Regions from separate parts of the Sus scrofa genome. Here all the other regions are linked to region 3. A link is a contact called in public Hi-C and promoter capture Hi-C data. All regions are on one chromosome and are shown on one strand. The core of a region is the stretch at or near the end of the contact, and the rest is flanking DNA. Distances in the headings are between cores, read along the strand shown.

Evidence for each region. Promoter capture Hi-C pulls out the DNA fragments that hold promoters and counts their contacts. Hi-C and Micro-C count contacts between places; a contact is called where the count stands out from the background.
Region 1: a contact with region 3 is called in a Hi-C map of liver, with 2.2 times the contacts expected there. The contact joins the enhancer-like site here to the promoter of CABLES1 in region 3. A contact is called at or near these places in 1 of 5 promoter capture datasets (liver) and 4 of 47 Hi-C or Micro-C datasets (embryonic fibroblasts, liver and skeletal muscle).
Region 2: a promoter capture Hi-C map of liver shows a contact between it and region 3, with 5 times the contacts expected there. The contact joins the enhancer-like site here to the promoter of CABLES1 in region 3. A contact is called at or near these places in 1 of 5 promoter capture datasets (liver), 9 of 47 Hi-C or Micro-C datasets (brain, embryonic fibroblasts, fetal liver and 2 more) and 1 of 2 datasets of contacts at active chromatin or transcription factors (skeletal muscle).

What each region holds. Positions count from the first base shown.
Region 1 is chr6:108,040,530-108,044,978 of Sscrofa11.1, forward strand. All of the region lies in intron 4 of LOC106510679 (a long non-coding RNA gene), which reads right to left. Among named protein-coding and RNA genes, the nearest start is that of CABLES1, 74 kb to the right of the region's middle. Within about 2 kb of position 1,947, at least 3 of the 83 cell types and tissues checked have an H3K27ac peak or open chromatin away from gene starts, as enhancers often do. A contact at or near this core is called in liver, where this site is marked.
Region 2 is chr6:108,187,988-108,192,158 of Sscrofa11.1, forward strand. All of the region lies in intron 4 of CABLES1 (CDK5 and ABL1 enzyme substrate 1), which reads left to right. Among named protein-coding and RNA genes, the nearest start is that of CABLES1, 74 kb to the left of the region's middle. Within about 2 kb of position 1,389, at least 3 of the 83 cell types and tissues checked have an H3K27ac peak or open chromatin away from gene starts, as enhancers often do. A contact at or near this core is called in fetal liver and liver, where this site is marked.
Region 3 is chr6:108,114,277-108,118,638 of Sscrofa11.1, forward strand. CABLES1 (CDK5 and ABL1 enzyme substrate 1) reads left to right here and starts at 2,068. Exons shown (of 10, transcript XM_021097743.1): 1 at 2,068-3,045. The coding sequence starts at 2,168. LOC106510679 (a long non-coding RNA gene) reads right to left here and starts at 2,967. Exons shown (of 5, transcript XR_002345445.1): 1 at 2,845-2,967; 2 at 1,088-1,281.

The DNA of each region.
Region 1 (4,449 bases), core at 697-3,196, 74 kb before region 3:
TTACTCAGTAGGTTAAGGATCCGGCATTGCCATGAGCTGTGGTGTAGACAGCAGATGTAGCTTGAATCTGGCATTGGGGCTGTGGCGTAAGCCAACAGGTACAGCTCTGATTCGACCTCTACCCTGGGAACTTACACGTAACGTGGTTGTGGCCCTAAAAAGACCAAAAAAAAAAAAATTAAAAACTAAAAATAGTAGTTCCCACTGTGACACAATGGGATCAGTAGCATCTCTGCAGCGCCAGGACACAAGTTCGATCACCGGTCCAGCACAGTGGTCTAAAGGACCTATCGTTGCTACAGCTGAAGCTTAGGTCACAAATGCGGTTCAGATCTGAACCCTGGTCTTGGAACCCCATATGCTGTGGGGTAGCCAAAAATGAAAAAAAAGAAAGAAAAATAGGAAATAACAGTATTCCTCAATACAGATACTTACATATACCAATTCCCACAAGAGAAATATATCACAGAAAAAGAAAACATGGCTAAAATGGTAAATTGTTATGTATATTCTACCACAATTTTTTAAAAAGGAAAGAAGAGATGTTTGTGCTTTTCACTGCCTCTAGGTCCTTTTCTAAAGGAAGGCTTCTGAGTATCATAGTTGTTAGGTGAGGCAATAGTTAGTGACTAAACTACCCAGTAATGTGCTGGTAAATGTTTAACAACTGGCTCTCGAACAAGAACAAAAAATACCTGTGTGCAAATACTGGTACATAAGTTTATTACAAATTTTACTGATATAAAGGATGTGAGTCACCCAATTTACTATTACTTCTACTACTACTAAGAAAACGTAAAACACTCTTTATTTTAAATTCCACATAGCAATTGATTATTACAGAACAATATCTCTGACTTTTGCTGAACTCTTGTGTTTGCAGCCAATGATGGTTGCAACTGATGAACAAGTACAGTTCTGCCAGGAATGCTGGTTGATATTTTCATGTACCTTAATGACTAAGACAAAAATGAAAAGACAAATCATTTGTTAATGATTTAAGCAATTTGTTTTGATGAATCAGATGATAGTTTTTGAATACTGGAAGAATATTTCCTCAATTTTTTGTGTTCTTCATAATATAACAGCTACAGGCACAACACACTTTTAAGCTTAGTTTACACTTGGTGTAAATACTCCTACTGTGGCTGATTTTCATCTATCAATGTGAAGTCATTTGAAGGCAGTGACAACCATTGTAAATACATAGATTGTATCAGATACACAGATGGTATAGTAAAATAATTAGAATGTGATGAGTTTTAGTATGTTTTAAATATAATTTATTCAGCTGTAAATTTATATAACTTAATTTTTTTGTCCTTTTTTTTTTAAGGCCACACCTGCAGCACACAGAGGCTGACAGGCTAGGAGTCAAATCAGAGCTGTAGCTGCAGGCCACAGCCACAGCCACAGCCACAGCAACACCAGATCCAAGCCTCGTCTGCGAACTACACCACAGCTCACGGCAATGCTGGATCCTTAACCCACTGACTGAGGCCAGGGACTGAATCTGTATGGTCATGGATACTAATCAGATTCATTTCCGCTAAGCCACGACAGGAACCTCCTAACATAATTTTTAAAATAACTGTTTAGCAAAATTCCTGAAAATTTAGCAATTGCCTCTCACAGGCCTGTACACATGTTTGGCAAGCCATGAAGGAACCTGTTTTTCTACAGCATTATGGAACCATGGAGTAGCTGCCCACCTCTAACTCAATCCCAGGAAGTAGAGAAATCAGGGGCTCCTGTCACACTGGAACTCACGACTCTTCTTTCTCTGTTAGTTTTGTGCATCCATAGATCTTGTTGCTTTGTGGTGCAGCATCCTCTGTACAATATTTCTCAGAGAATCCATTTTCTTCTCCATGTTTCCTCTGTGGCTCACTTTGGTGTTGTAACTTGTTTGTTTCTATTTCCCTGTTCCTTTCACTCTCATTGCAGTCTGGCTGTCCTGCAGGTGTCCCCCTTTCCTTTTTCCATCAGATTTTCAGCTGCCATTTTCTACGGTTTTCACCTATCTTCCTTCTCTTCTTTTTCTATCATAGGAGAGGCTTATATTTTTAAAAGGGGCCACAGGAATCTGTGTCTATCAAGCCATGAGGAAACCTACAGCAGACTCAACCTTCTGGGGGAATTTTATTCCTAATTTTCTGATGTTCAATGCTGCATTTTATTTTTATTATTATTTTTTCTTTTTATGGCTGCACCTGTGGCATATTAAGTGCCCAGGCTAGGGGTTGAATCGGAGCTGTAGCTGCCAGCCTACCTACAGCCACAGTAACGCCAGATTTGAGCTGCATTTGCAACCTACACCACAGCTTAGCAATGCTGAATCCTTAACCAACTGAGCAAGTCCAGGGATCAAACCCACATCTCCACAGACACTATGTCAGGTTATTAATCCACTGAGCCACAAGAACGCCAATGCTGCATTTTAATGAACTAAACATTGAGATGGGGGAACTCTACAGGATGTATCTTAAATGAGATCCTTAGGTGGCTGACCATTAAATGGGATTCCATTAGTGAGAAAAACATAGCAAAGGAGGAACTGGTGGAAAAGGTGACCCCAAGGGAACATCAATGACCCCACTAGCCCCTGCACTCCAAGAATGTGAGCTGATCTCTGCTCAATTCAGGGTCCAACAGGAAGTCTCTATGGACTCTTTGGCCTTAAAAGAGTTGAGGGGGGATTGAGGGTTGCGGGGCAGGGAGACCAGCTCTCCCATGTGGTCCCTACACCTAGACCTGCCCTGCTGTTATTCCTGCCCATTTTCACACACAGCACTCTGCAGCTGCAACCTTCTCACAGAGCTGCAGGTAGGAAATGAGATGCAATAACCTGGCCTCTTATCTCCAGCCCTATGTGGAAATTTATCTGTCTACCTCCCCCCACCATGAGTTCAGCTCATGAAGGGTCTACACAGCAGTTCGCCTGTGCTCTTTTCTCCTAGTTCCCCGCCTTCCAAAATGTTAACAACAGACTCTCTAGGAAAAAGGCCCTGGTTTGAGGATTTGCCAACTTCCATGGTGAACACATTTCTATTTTTTTTTTCTAGTGACACCCATGGCATATGGAAGTTCCCAGGCCAGGGATCCAATCTGAACCACAGCTGTGACCTATGACATAACTGCACCAACACTGGATCCTTAACCCACTGTGCCAGGCTGGGGATCAAACCAGCGCCTCCACAGAGGCAAGCCAGATCTTTAACCCACTGCACCTTAGTGGGAACTCCCTGAACACATACTTTTACCATGGTTGATTTTAAGTTACTGAACATGGAGTTGAGAAGACATGCCCATGGTGGGCTCTCAGGAACTGTATCCTGAGGTCACTAGTTATTGATGGCCCAAGCCCAACTTTCAGAATTTAAAATCCTGTCTCAAAAACCCAACTCTTACAACAGAAACCTTGACTTTCAAGACTTTCCTTCTTGCTATGCATATATCTTATCTATTTTAGAACTCAGAGTTAAGACTTTGTCTCTTTGTCAGCTCTCTCCTGAGGGCAGAGCATCTAGGATCCTACCCCTCTCTCCCCAGCAGTATGAGAAAGCCAATAGGTACAAGAAAGCCTGGAGAATTATTATATCAAATCAATTATTCAATCAAAATATTATCCATTACCCACTTACAACTTTTTTTTAGTGTTTGAAATTAGCAACTGTACTGCTGATAGAGACTACACTAAGAAATTTGTATCAAACTTGGTATGAAATTAAAGGAAAGGCCAGCCACTAAGCCCTCTCTGTGAATGAAGGAAGGAGGGAGGGAGAGGAGAAGAGAGGAGGGAAACAGAGGGAGGGGAAGTAGGGGACAAGAGAAGAAGAAAATTCCTAGAGTTACCAAAAATGTGGTATTTTTGTTCACATTTGACACATCAATGGTTTCAGTAAATGTACTTGCTAAGAACAACCAAACCTCATTTGAAGCTATCATTAAGATGAAGGAATCAGAGCTCTTGAAGGCAAGGCCCAGGTCCCCAGGGGCCCTCCCTAACCCCCACCAGGGGCTCTGCAGCTCTTAGCCACTGGGGGAATGGCAGTCAAAGCTCAGTTCTTGTCCCCACTGCCTCCCGCTTCCCTGCTCCTCCTGCTACTTGAGGGCAGAGTTTTGTACTCCACAGTGGGAGAAGCTAGGGTGCAGATGCTCTGGTCCTTTGACGCCTGACCCTAAGTTCCCACCTGGAAAATGCAAGGTAGAGAATCTTAAATATCAGGACTATCTTTTGATAGCTTGCGAATTGTTTTCTTTCCCCTCCTCACTCTGACAGATGGTAGATTGTCTGAGGTACCTCAAAGTGTCTTTCACTTAAAACAGTGAGAAATCATTAAAAGTGAAAAGTGACAAAGACAAGTTCCAATTAACCTAACCACCTAATCCTTCTGGAGCCTGGGGAAAGTAGAGCCTCAAGCCCAGGGATTTCTCTACTAGTTGTGT
Region 2 (4,171 bases), core at 139-2,638, 73 kb after region 3:
CTTTTGCCCTGAAAAGAAGTAGGTAAGTGAAGCACGGACCTGGCAGACCCCCTCCTCGTTCTTTGTCCGCAAACTCTGGGCTCTTTCTCCCCCTGCGTCTGACTCACTCACCTGTCGCGTGTTCACTGTGTCCATAGTTTGTCATCAGGGAGCTGCTGGTATTTGGGGCAGGACGGTTCCCTGCAAAGGATGCCGGGAGCATTGTAGGAGGTCGAAGGTCAGCTCCGTTTCTGCAGACTAAATGCTGGGGTTGCCCTCTGATCATCGTAGCAACGACACACGACCACTGCCCCTTAGGGTGGCAGTATGGCCCCTGGTGCTGATCCACCATTTAGTCCTCTTCCACCACTTTCCACAGGCTCTGCCTGGCCAGCCCCGGTCACCATGACCTTTGCTCCCTGCCACAGACCTGTCAGACTCTCGGCCTGTTAAACTCATTGTAGTCCTTATTTTTACACCAGGGAATAGAACATAGTCCTTCGTTATTCATGGAATGCTGACTCAGTCATTTATGCCATGTGTGCCTTAAAGAGCGGGCATCATCATACGGTTTATTGAGCACTTACTCTGTGCCAGTCCTCTTCCCTCTCTGCGTGCTTATGACAGCCTTGCAGGGAAGGTGCTGTAAAAAATGGGACAGCAAATCCTGCAGTTCAGAGGTTCCAGGACCACCTGGGTAGGGCCAGCGGGCTGTCTTAAGTGACTCCTACTCTACCAAATAGAGTGAAAAAAAAAAAAAAAACTTTATCTTTTCAACCTGCTTCAGCCCCAGGTCTGGCTGCCCCTGAGGGCAGGCTCATTTCTTGCAGACAGAAGCTGGTAGCAGCTCATGGACCTGTGTGTCACCCAGAAGGCCAGTTCATTGCTCTATTTACAAGTAGTGGCCCTAGGGCTTAGAATGTCTTGAGTGTGACCGGCCGGTGGGCGCACTTGCAGGGGATATGAAACTTCAGTGGGATGCTGACCGCGGGTAGGTCTTCTCACAGCCAGAACTTGCCTGGGCTTTGCGCTTCCAGCTTTATTTTTCTGGGCTTCCTGGATCTTTTCTTTTTCTTTTTTTTTTTTTGTTTGTTTGTTTGTTTGTTTGTTTGTTTGTTTTTGTCCTTCCCCACAGCATATGGAGTTCCTGGGCCAGGGATCAGATCTCAGCCACAGTTGCAGCCTCTGTAACAGTTGTGGCAATGCCAGATCCTTTAACCCACTGTGCTGGGCCAGGAGTCGAACCTGTATCCTGGTGCTGCAGAGGCACCACTGATCCCGTTGTGCCCTAGTGGGAACTCCCCTTGCTGACTTTTCTGATTAATGTATTCTGTCCTTAGCTATGTTCCATTCTTTGATTTACTGAGCGCTTACTGTGTAACTAGGTCCAGGGGGTAAAGGTAGTAAAAGGATGGACCTTGTTCCTGTCCTTCTGGAACTTGCAACCAAGAGGGGAGAAACACACAAATTTCACAGGGAACTGATAATGACCTATTGAAAAGGCTTAAAATGTTCAGTCAGGTGACTGCCAGATCTTTCTAGCCAAGGACTCATTCGGTTTCTCTAACACAATCTGGCTTCTCCATGCTTTCACTTTTGAAGTGTTCGGGTTGTTTCATTCATGGAAGGTGATCTTGTTTCCAGGTCCTGGGGCCCCTCACTATGGTACCCAAGTACTTGTCTCTATTTTGTAAATAAAACCACTGATCTTCCAGAGTTAAGGTCTCAGATATCAACACTGGGCCAGTGTTGTCTCTGCTGTGACTCAGGTCACTGCTGTGGCGCAGGTTCAATCCCTGGCCCGGGAACTTCCCATGCCATGGGCACGGCCTAAATAAAGAAATCAGTAACTTGCAGGTGTACAGCATTATAGCTCCACATCTGTATGTACCACAGAGTGACCGCCACCGTGAGGCTAGTGACCATCCCCACATCTGACCCTTTTACTCATTTCACTCACCCCAACCCCCTCCTCCCCTAGTAACCAGTGATCTGATCTCTGTATCTGTGAGTTTGTTTTATTTTGTTTGTTCATTTGTTTCATTTTGTTTTGATTCCACAAATGAGTAAAATCATTCATTGTTTGTCTTTCTCCATCTAACGTATTTCACTTGGTATAATAACTTCAAGGTCAATTTATGTTGTCACAAGTAGCAAGATTTTTTGTGACTGTGTGTAGTATTCCTCTGTGTGTGTGTGTGTGTGTGTGTGTGTGTGTATACCACACATTTATCCATTCATCCATCTCTGCTTCTGTATCTTGGCTGTTGTAAATAATGCTGCAGTGAACATAGGGGTGCACATAGCTTTTTGAATTAGTGTTTTCATGTTCTCCAGATAGATACCCAGAAGTGGAACTGCTGGGTCAAATGGCAGTTCTATTCTTAATTTTTTTAGGAACCTCCGTACAGTTTTCCGTGATGGTGGCACCAATTTGCCTTCCTACCAGCTATATACAAGGCAAGGATTCTCTTTTCTCCACATCGTCTCTAACATGTGTTATTCCTTTTCTTTTTGATAATAGCCATTCCAACAGGTTGGACGTGATATCTTTTTTTGAGTTGTGTTTCCCTAATAATTAGTAATGTCGAACATCTTGTGCCTTCTGACCATTTATATGTCTTTGGGAAAATGTCTATTTATATCCCCTGCCCAGTTTTTTTTTTTTTTTTTTTTTTTTTTTTGGTCTTTAGGGCCACACCCGCAGCATCTGGAGGTTCCCAGGCTAGGGGTCAAATCAGAGCTGTAGCTGCTGGGCTACACCACAGCCACAGCAACACCCCTGCCCAATTTTTTTTTAATGATTTTTATTTTTTCCATCATAGCTGGTTTATAGTAGTCTGTCAATTTTCTGCTGTACACCCTGCCCAATTTTTAATTGGGTTTTTTGTTTCTGGATTGTATGAATTCTTTATATATTCTAGCAGAACGAGAATTTGAACTGAAGTCTGTCCAGCCTAGGGCTTTCCATGACTCACTCTGGCTCCCAAGCTCCATAATCACAGAAACCCGTCTGTGAAATGGAGTTTTCACGATATCTGCCTCCTAGAAGTTAATTGAGGTTCACAGGTTCCCTGCGTATGGGACCCAACATAGCCCCGGCACACAGAGAGAGACAGGTGGGTCCCTCCTGTCGAGGCCCCTAGATTCCTTATAGCAAACGAGATGTGGGGGGGTCCATGTGAAGAACTTGGAGACTTGGAGCTTTTCATGTGGGCAAATCCCATACCATCTGCGAGCCTGGGCTTGGTCCTCTCTAGAATGGGGGTGGCAGTTTTCTACCTGTGCCCTTAATTTGAGCATCACTGCATTTTATGCAAAGCCCGTAGGAATGCATCGTTAACTTAAATTACCTGGGAAGACATCACCCAAACCGTCTCTGTTTGACCCCCTTGTGGAAATAAGTGGCCATTCCCATTTTGAACACCTCAGGGAGGTGCTAGCTGGCAGCTGGGGTGGGGGGACATGGGAGGGTTGGGGGGTGTTTCTGTCAGAGCCTGGGTCTCCTCCCACTGCTGGGATGGCCTGGTGTGTTTCAGGAGGCTGTTTCATAGGATGTGTCAGCTCTTCTGCTGGATGGCCCCAGATAAAGAAGCAAAACCAGTGTGTGGGATCCCAGGGCATCCATCACCTTTTATATCCTAGACATGAATAAACTCAGACACACCACCCTCCTTCCCATTTTATAGGTAAGGAAACCGTAGCACAAAGGGGTTAATTTTCTGTAACAAAACACATAATCAGGTCCTTCATAACCCTCAACAGAGAAAACAACATGCCTCTTTCTACAGTCTATCCTCCTTAAGTTCTTATATGAAACTCTGAGCACCATTTAAAATATTGTAATTGTGTGGAGTTCCCGTTGTGGCTCATTGGTTAACAAATCCGACTAGAAACCATGAGGTTGCGGGTTCAATCCCTGGCCTTGCTCAGTGGGTTAAGGATCCGACATTGCCGTGAGCTGTGGTGTAGGTCGCAGACAAGGCTCCGATCCCGCGTTGCTGTGGCTCTGGCATAGGTCGGTGGCTACAGCTCCAATTGGACCCCTAGCCTGGGAACCTCCATATGCCATGGGTGTGGCCCTAACAAAAAAGACAAAAATAAAATAAAATATTGTAATTGTATCAGGATTAAGAAGAGTTCTGCTTATGCTTAAAATAGGTCAACAACAAGGACCTGTTGTAGAGCACAG
Region 3 (4,362 bases), core at 818-3,317:
AAATCACAAGACACAAACAGACCGCTTTCACTTTTGTTTAAAAATACACACAGGACAGACACCAAAATTGTAATAGTTATTTCCATAGGAGATGAGATTGTTAATGATGCTCCCCCCCCTTCTCTTTGCTTATCTTACTCTCTAAATGTTCTGTAATTAACATGTATCATTTTTATAATTAAAAAAATCATTTTTTCTGTTACACATGCAGAGCTGGTGTTTTATTTAACACTGCCTGCTAGGACAACCAGAGCAGTGGTCAGGTAAATTAAGTTAGCTATAATAAAGCAGCTTGGAAGTTTCAAGCAGTTAAACAGAGTAATTAAAATCCTAATGAAATAACACAGAGCTGGTCACTTAGCTGCAGTAAGGCTGCTATAAATAGACACTGGGTTCCACCTTTCAAAAGGTCTAAAAATGGCATAAAATAAAAAAATGAACAATTGTTCATGTAAAGGGTCATGTGTCATGCTTGTCCTAAGCAATTGTAACCTGAACACACCCGTATCTCATCCTCTGAGCTGGATGCCTGTCTCTGGAAGGGTGTATTTGCTCTACATTACTCAGTTTACTTTCCTAAACTTGAAATGGAGTGGAATTTCAATGCAAAGTTACCTATTAGCTCCAAGGCTAAATTTAAACCTTTAATTAAATTAATCCCTTGATCTTAACCATATTGTCTCTCCCTCAGAAAAGTGTAGAGGAGAGGTTTCTTAGACATCACAGAACTCAAGCAGTGTGACAATTGTTTCTATTGCGTTTGGTAGGTCACCCAAACCAAATAGGAGAATCTGAACGTGTTTTCAGATGGCTCATGGTAACCTACCCTCCCGCTCCCACTCCAGGACAGGCATTTGTTGGGGTGAGGCTGGGGTACAATATACTGTGAGTCCTCCCAGATCTAGCGTTGCAGCTCTGGAAGGCTCATCACGTCCTTGGACAGGTACCCATATTAATAGAAGGTATGGTAGGTGCCAAGCGGATGTTTATGAAATAAATGACAGAAAGTAACTGTGCCTATTGTTTCCAGTTTATATGGAAGAAAAAGATGACAAGTGGAAAAGGGTGTGAGGCCATCTTAGCTTACCTTGGTCTTCATGGAAAACGGAGTACGTTTCTGGGCCAAAGTAGAAATTTATGTGAGCCTTTGCTAAGAAAGAGATGAGAAGTGACAGCACCATCAAATGGTGTCAGTTGGTCTGGCCACATGGATGACGTTCGTGCGCCTGGGCTCTTATGCATCCCGGGGTGTGCATTTGTATCAGGGACTGCATCTTCAGTCTGAGAATGAATGAGACACAAACTCAACAGTTACCAACAGCTTTAAGGTGGGACTGTCCACATAGTTACACTGCCCTACCCGCATAACTATTAACAAAGACTATTTCTCTGGGCCCAACTGCAGCGCGGAATACAGTAAACAAGCTCGAGGGCCAAATCTCTGAGTCGCTCCAATTAATTGTTCTTCAGACCCTCAACCCTCCGGGGCCCACATCCTCACGCAGTGACTCAAGGGGTTCTGCTCGCGCCCCCAATTCCCAATCCAAGAGGGGCGGGGAAACGTGCTCGCCACCCTTACCTGGGCGCGCGCCCTGGGAGCCACCAATTCTCCCCGCAGGAAGCTCCGACTACCTTGACCGCCCTTCCGACCCCCGCCCCGCCACCCTCTTGGCTTTCCCTTCCTCCTTCTCTTTTTCCTCCTCCTCCGGCCCCCGCCTTCTGCCGCCTGTCTCTGCGGCCGCCGCCTGCGGCTTTGTTTTCCTCCCAGGTTTCATTCCCCACACGTGATACTGTTTTTGCAAAGAGCTCTTCGGAGCGCGAGCGCGGGGCGCGCGCACCTATAAATACGGACACTGGGGCCCGTGAGCCGGAGACCTCGCGGGCGGGGAAGGCCTGGGACCGAATGCTCAGGCTGCTCGCGGGCGGGCAGACGGCCAGGGAGCCAGCGAGCCAGCGAGCCGCGCGCGTGGGCCGGGGCGGCGGCGCCCCGCGCCGGAGCACCGAGGGGTGAGCATGGCCCGCCCGCTGGGGGGCCGGGCCGCCGCGCACGCCGCCCGCGCCCCGCGCCCTGCCCAGCCCGGGTCACCGGCGCTCGCGCCCGCCGCTTAGCACTCGGGCGCCGCTCGCTTCTCGGGGCATCGCGGAAATATCGCCACAGACGGACACAATGGCGGCGACTGCCGCCACCACGGCCGCCACCGCCGGCACGGCCGTCCGCAGCAGCGGCAGCAGCAGCAGCAGCAGCAGCGCCGGCACCGACGCCACGGGCACCAGCAGATTGCCGCAGCCGCCGCCGCAGCCGCCCCAGCCCGCGGCCGCCGCGCCGGCCCAGCCGCGGCAGCCGCCGCCCGACCCCCCCAGGAAGCCACGCATGGACCCTCGGCGCCGCCAGGCTGCCCTCTCCTTCCTCACCAATATCTCTTTAGACGGACGGCCGCCGCTGCAAGATGAGGAGTGGGCTGGCAGCGAGGAGAGCGGTGGGGTCAAGCCCGGAGCCGGCAGCGCCTGCGGCGCGAGGACTCGGCTCAGTCTGCTCGCCGCCGCCGAGCGGGGCGGCTGCAGCGCGCTTGCAGTGGCGGGCACAGCGGCGGCATTGGCAGCTGGATCCGGCCCCTACCTCCCGCCGCCGTCGCCGCTGCCGCCCCTGGTCCCTGGCGGCTACGCGACCGCGCTCGGCCCTGGGGCGTCCCGAGGGTTCGCGAGCTCCCTGGGCGCGGGCCGGGCGTCGGGAGAGCAACTGCAGCTGCCCCGGCCCGCGCTTCTCGCCGCCTGCGTTCAGCCGCAGCTGCCCAACGGGCCCGGGGGCGCCGGGCAGGAGGAGTTGGAGGAGGACGATGCCTTTACCAGCGTGCAGGTGCCGGCGGCCGCCTTCTTGGGCTCCGGGACTCCCGGGAGTGGGAGCGGCAGTCGAGGCCGCCTCAACTCGTTCACTCAGGGAATCCTGCCCATCGCCTTCTCCAGGCAGACTTCGCAGAACTATTGCTCTCTGGAGCAGCCGGGCCAGGGAGGCAGCACCAGCGCCTTTGAACAGCTGCAGAGGTCCCGGTGAGTAACCTGGACGCCGCCGCGCGCGCCTTATCTCGCGTCCCTCCCGGCCGGCTCTGTGCTGCGGGACACGGGTCGTTCCCACTTTCCCGCGCCCCGCCGGATCCCAGGGCTTCTGGCGCGAATTCCAAACTACAAGGGTACGCGGAAGAGGGATGGTCTCCGGGGAGTGTGTGTGTTCACACGTGTGTGCACGAGCCAGGCATTCACAGAGCCAAAGCAGAGGCACCATGCTCAGGCAGTGGGTCTCTGGATTTAGGGCTTAAGGGCGCCCATTGAAAAGCGGCACCAAAACCTCCCATTACAAGGAGAGCACGGACTTCCAGGAACCCAATCCGGACCCAGAGACGCTCTCTCCCACGCCAGGCAAGGCTAGGCGGGGCGAAAAGTGGAGCAGTGGGTCCGGCCAGCGGCAGAGCGGCGCGTGTGAGCCTGAACTTGTCGCGAACACGCCGTGAATTCCTCCTGAGAAGTTGTGCCTGCGCTCAAAGTATTTCAGTCCCAGGGAATGTGTCCCAGGGAAACCCTTTGCTTTTCCAAGAGAAGCAAACCCTTCTTAGGTTTCTTTGAACCAGGATGGGGCACAGGGAAGAAATAGGGTTTGAGGCTTCTTTTTTCCATTCCAAGATGAATTTGCTGAAATTAGTGAAAAGGTGATTGTGTTTGCTCGCTGAAGTCCCCTGCAGGTATCCTGCATCTTAGCAACAATATGAAATATTGGACATTTGCTTATTGTTCTGGAAATAGCTGGAGCTTGTCTCTGCTAGTTCCAGAGACCCCTTGGGAGTTAGGTCTGTGTGAGACAGTGGGACTGTTGGTTGGGAGAGAGTGAGGAAGTGTAGGCCTGTTCTCTGGTTGGGAGCATCTTGACTTGTCACCTAGGAAGCCCACCTGTGAAGTTAGTAGTAACCTAGAGGCTCCCATGGTTCAGTTATTTGAGCATCCTGGGGCCTCAGTTTCCCCTTCTGGCATGGGACCTTGCCAACATGTTGCAGGCCTCAAGACCAGAAGGGAGAACCTTTCTGTTACAGCTTCCTCCTCTAATGCTCATCTGGACACTTACTGGCCTAAGTAAGAAGGTGGCCTGTTGGAAAACTTAAAACACACACACCCCCGCCCCTGCGCCGCCATGGACAGAAGGGGAAGAGCAAACAGGGCTCCTCCAGAATTTTGTTCTCAGTCTTTCTTCCCAAGTGGTGAAATCAAGACCCTGCTCCGTGTGTCACATCCTAGTGCAAACGCACACGGGCAGCCTTCTGACTGAGAGGATGATTAGCGACACTGGGCCCAGGTGACAATCTGGGCCTGGCCTTTCTT